2 separate regions of the Mus musculus genome follow, and region 1 is linked to region 2. A link is a contact called in public Hi-C data. All regions are on one chromosome and are shown on one strand. The core of a region is the stretch at or near the end of the contact, and the rest is flanking DNA. Distances in the headings are between cores, read along the strand shown.

Region 1 (2,700 bases), core at 142-2,641, 170 kb before region 2:
AGTCTAGATTACAAGTCCGGATCCTGTGCCTTCACCACAGCGTTTACTAATCAAGAAGCTAAACATCCACAGCTTGGAGGTTAATAAACTAAAGCTGGGAGATTTTAAGCCTTTCCCCAAGTAAGACAAGCTGCCAGCTGTCAAGCTGGACTTCTCAGCTTCATTTCTGTCACCAAGTCTGCTGTCCCTAGATACACCATCTGATCTTTGTCCCCTGCGTATGAATTGGTCTTCTTGAGAGATGGGCCTACTTGGTTTGTTGTAGTTTCAAACCCTGAACATTTCTTTCAGAATTCTTTCTTGGCATGCAGACTTGTGGGAAGTGTAGCTTGGTGGTACAGAGGCTGAGCTTTCGAGCCGTAGTGTCTGAGTTTGAGTCCCTTCCAGTGGTGCCTCTTTTACTCATCTGATCTGACAAGACTCACACCTCTTTTGTATTTTAGTAGTCTCATCAATAAAATGGGTTCATAATAGTAGCTATTGTAGAGACTTCTGGGGGATAGAAGGATTCACAAAATGAAACTTCTTAGTGCAGTGTCTAGCATATTACTACACATTTTCTAACCTAATTATATTATTTATAAAAGTGGCCATTCATTTTTTATAAATTAAAATAAAATTTATAAATTAATATTTTTTATAAATTAAAGTGAGCACATTTTCTGGCTCTTGGTTGCTGGTTACTGAGTGTATGAAATAGGAAAGTTTTTTGAAGTGTCTGTGTTTCTCATGCTGATTGCAATATTAATGATACTGAAGATGAGTTACTTACTTTTTATTTTTTCCAGTGTTGGGGAATCAAACTCAGGGTTAGGTAGGCGCTGTAGCACAAATGGACACTCTCCACCCAAGATTTATTTTTAATATTTATATCAAGTCCAAGAGTCAGTGTTATGTTACTAACTATGTATTAATTTTATATTATTATTTACAAAAGGAGTGCTTTTACTGAGATTGCTTGAAAAGTATTGCATGCATCCAAAGTACTGTAGGTGATGTGAAAGTTTATCCCATTGCTTTTAAAACTGGATCACAACATCTTTGAATCTTTTCATGGGACGTTTCCAATTACTATCAATTACTGTGAAATATTAATTTGTCACAGGAACAGTAATGTAATCATTAGTAAAATGACTGTGTGGCAGCAGCACTTACAAGTGAGATAAAGACTGTCAGCTCTGGATTGACATGGAAGCAGCTTTTGGGCAGTGTTTTTGCATTTGCCTCTTCCGTCGGAACAGCGTGAGAATTAAATGCTTTTAAAGGGAACCGGCCCATCTCGGTTCATGTGTGTCATTCCAGCATCAGAGAAAATGCTGCATAATACTAGGATGACAGCCCCACCTCTGATGTCACCCAGGATGGTACGATCCTCTCAGAGCCTCTGCCGGCTTCCTGCTGCTGCACTGGGGGAATGGTTACATTAAAGCTAACTCCCGACATCTCAGTTATCTCCTTGGAAGTAGTTTTGACAATTATAGAAAAGCCCCACAGTGGCTGTCTTCGGTAAGCTACCAAGGTAGAGAGCGACCGAGGCTGAGCACAGCAGGAGAGCGGGCTGCTCTGCCTTTGTGAGGGGCTGAGGCGGCAGTTCCTGGGCTCGGCTCAGCTCTGGTTCCAAGTGCTCAAAGTGCTTCCATTTACATCACCGTGTGCAGTGCAGGGCAAGAGGGGCCTCCAGGAAATTTGAAACTAATTTGCTTCCAGTTGACTAGAACAGCACATTTTGCATTAGCTTGCTTCTTTTCTCGTTAACTTTTCTCAAGCGTTAAACTGATGAACTGGGCATTTTCTATGATCAATGGGTAACTGCTGGAGCTACAGTAATCTCTGTGAGTAACCTCTATTTGTAGGTCTATGCAGGCAAATATATATTATCTATCTCTTGTGCAATGCTGCTGTGACATTTTCCGTCTGTATTATTGACTGCTTGTGTTGTCTTTCGGCCATCCCAGTAGGAGACTTCTGGGGGCTAGCCCAAGTTCTGCTGAATCCTGCCATAGAAAAGAGCAGACTGCATTCATTCTGGGGCATCCCTGCCAAGCACTCTTTAATTGCCCAGAAAACGGAAAGATGCAACGGGGGCCTCTGAACGCCTTTGCCCAGTACCTCACTTGGCTTTAGCTTTTAATATTTGTTTTAGTGTCTGATGCTGAATGTTCTAATTTTTAAAAAAAAATGTAAGTGGAGAGTAGAGTATCATGCTTACCTATAATTTTACTTCCTTTCATTCCCCGTCCCCAAGCAGGTTTCCCAGGAACAGGGCATTCTATCATCCTATAGAAACAAGCACCCTTTCTGTGCTGCATGATTTAGGCAGAAAGAAGGAAACAGGCTATTCCTTAGTTTAGTGTTGGATGGGATGGGGAGGAGTTTCTCTTAAAGAACCCAAGCTGCTTTTGTCCGAAGCACAGCCAGGAACTGAAGTAGCCTGGAGGGGGTGGGGGTGACTTCAGGATATTCTCATTGGAGTTGACGCTGAAGTCATCACAGCCTTTCCAGGAAGTTTATAGCAACTGTCTTCTTATTTCTCAGTGTGTCTTTCCTATCTGTCAAAAACATTTTATAGTATTTTAAGATTTATTTCTCTCTCTAGAGAAACCAAGTTTCAACGTTCTGTTGACCGGTCAATGTTGATGTGCTTGGAATTGTTCGTGTCAGTCTGCAGGACGAAACCTGACTTTAGACTCTGATGGGAGT
Region 2 (2,700 bases), core at 13-2,512:
CATTGTGGATCTGTGATGGTCTATCTGTTTGTGGTTAGATATCCCTGTGGCTGCTATTCTTGTTTGTACATGCACCACAGCACAAAGTTAAATTAATTCTCCAGGACAAAAATTTTGGCCCTGTTTACCTGATGGCTTGGTCCGAAAATTGGATCTGATTATAGACATGGAAAAACACAATCCTGATTTAGGCATGAGTTTGTTGCCTTGAATGTGAGCCAAAGAGAGCAGTACCCACTAGATGGTTTGTGATTTTTATCTCCTTTAGCCTTGGGTGAATTCCAGTGGGATCAGGAATATGGGTATTTATAGAATCAGAACCTTGGTAGTATAAATTCTTCTATTGTCATTATCAGGTCCAGTTAAAATGGAAGCTGTGTAAGATCTTCCATGCTTTTCATAATTATTCACGATCTGCAGAGTAAAGAACATCATTGGAATTTAGAGATGCTTTAACTGAAATATATGTGTTCCATCAACTACACAAAATGTGCTTCTGGGGAAACAGAGAATCCTGATTATACAATGTGGTAATGGAAAGAGATTGCCGAGCCTGTGTGGGCTGCCAGGAAGGTGCTAAGCTTTGAATAACATGGCATTTTATCATCTTTGAAAAGCAATCAGAAGTAAGGAACAAAGACTTAAAGTAAATTTAAACCAAATTCCCATATTTCTGTAATTTAAACAACTTGTTTTGCTTTCTCATTCTTAAAATTAATTTTCTTCAGAGTTGATGAACCATCTGTCCTGTTCAAGTGTCAGAAGGATCATTCAAGAGCTCCTGGGATAAGTGGCAGGAATTTTGATTTTAGCTAGGGCGTCATACATCACGTCTGATGGCATTTGAAATATTTGTTGATAATTCATGCAGAACTCCCAAGGGAAGCTCTGGGCATCTGGGGTAGGGTAGGGTTCAAAGTTTACATTTTTCTTTTTTTGTAGAATTACTTGACAAGTTTGGGTGTGTACTCTCATACTTTCAGATGATATCCATAAAGTGAATCAAACTTTTATCTAGGGATTGACGTAAAATCTTTCTACACATGGCTTTTGTTAAAATACCCACCTTTCGTTCATACCATAGCACACTGGTTTTCTGTGGCTGCTGGAACAACTGACTGCAGAAGCATTGTATTCAGAACCTGCAGAAATACATCCTCGGACAATTCTGGAGAACGGCACTGTTTGAGATTCATGTGAAGGAGCTGCGCTCCCTCGGAGAGGTCAAAGGAGAATCTGTCCCTAGCCTTTTCCAGCTCATGGTTGCTGGGGAACCGAGGCTGATACTGTGTGACTCCACCCTCCTCGTGCCTCTCTCTTGCCTTCCCGTCTGCTTCTTTAAATTGCCCTCAGCCTTCTTGTGAAGATACTTGTGATTACATTTAGAGCCCACCCACAGACTTTCCCCATCATAAACTCTTTACATTTGATCTAAAGATATTTTTTGCCATATAAGGAAATATTCAGAGGTTTTGAGAATTAGGAGACAGTTTTCTTTGGGGTGGGGTGGGGTATGTTCTTCAGCCTCCTCAGCAGGCATCACTTCACTGTGTGAATTCATATGGATGGGGCCTGGGTACTTTTTTTCTATTTTATCTCAGCTGTTAATTCAAGGGGAAGGGGACAACCTGCCAGGACATTAAATCCAGAAATCTTCTCTAGCTAAGTGAAGGGTTAACACACACACTCACACACACACACACACACACACACACTCACCTGTGTGTGGGGGTGAGGGGTGAGGGGAACAGACAGACAGACAGGCAGGCAGAGATGGAGAGGTAAGGAGCAAAGAGAAACAGAGACAGGAAGACAGAATCATCCAATGATCAGTGGTGCTGGATGTCTTCCTCAGGCACTCCCTATCTTGTTTACTGATTCAGCTGGGGAGAGTAACAGGAACCCACCTGCCTTCATTTCTCAGTTACTGGCGTTATTGGATACATGTGCACAGCATTTATTTAAAATTGGGTCCCAAGACTCATAACCAAGGTCCCCGGGCTTACGCGGCAAGCACATTTCTAACTGAGCCATCTTCCCAGGTTATTTTCTTGAGCTGTAGACTGCACCTCCAATTTTAGCCACTCACATGGCCAATACATTTGATTATAAGTGGTACAGGGTCATTTTAGCAGGCTTGTCCTCACCGACAAAAGTACTTGAAACATGTTGTCCTAGCAACAGTGACTCTCTGTGAAGCTTATCTTTTAAGAATAGAATCCTCCAGTGCCCAGCATTATTTGAACGCATCTGAAAGAAGCATAAGTCTTTTCGCCTTACCCCAAAATCCTTAACTTAGGGCAGGAACATACAGGGCTGTAAAACTTAGGATCAGGAGGAAAGCCTGTAATTTGTTGAGAGTAGATGCAAATACGAAACTAGAGGTAATACAGCTAGAAAGATCCCAGATTCAATTTACTACCAAAAGAATCCAAAAAAGAGTAGATGAGGAGGAAGGCTGTTTCAGAGTTACATTTGTGAGACATCTGCAGAATCCTGAGTGATGTTCGTTCATATTGGATTGTACCTTCCACGTCCTTTCTAAGGTGGTATTTGTCCCTTTCAGCTCTGAAATTCCATTGTGATGATTCTCCCCTGTGTAAAAGGAGAAGGCAATAGGAACCTTGACAGAAGCCTCTCAGAGAAGCTGGCAGGAGGTTGGGGGAGGGGAGTGGTAAGTGAAGTCAGAGGTGGTGAATA

Evidence for each region. A called contact is a pair of places that touch in the nucleus more often than the background predicts.
Region 1: a contact with region 2 is called in a Hi-C map of cerebral cortex, with 2.8 times the contacts expected there. The contact joins the promoter of Psd3 here to the enhancer-like site in region 2. A contact is called at or near these places in 5 of 484 Hi-C or Micro-C datasets (brain, cerebellar granule neurons, cerebral cortex and 2 more).

Annotation. Positions count from the first base shown.
Region 1 is chr8:67,973,265-67,975,964 of GRCm38.p6, reverse strand. Psd3 (pleckstrin and Sec7 domain containing 3) reads left to right here and starts at 1,391. Exons shown (of 16, transcript NM_177698.4): 1 at 1,391-1,832. The coding sequence starts at 1,802. The region is part of intron 3 of Gm15991 (a long non-coding RNA gene); the gene reads right to left.
Region 2 is chr8:67,801,968-67,804,667 of GRCm38.p6, reverse strand. All of the region lies in intron 9 of Psd3 (pleckstrin and Sec7 domain containing 3), which reads left to right. Among named protein-coding and RNA genes, the nearest start is that of Gm32888, 61 kb to the left of the region's middle. Within about 2 kb of position 1,262, at least 17 of the 459 cell types and tissues checked have an H3K27ac peak or open chromatin away from gene starts, as enhancers often do. A contact at or near this core is called in cerebellar granule neurons, cerebral cortex and cortical neurons, where this site is marked.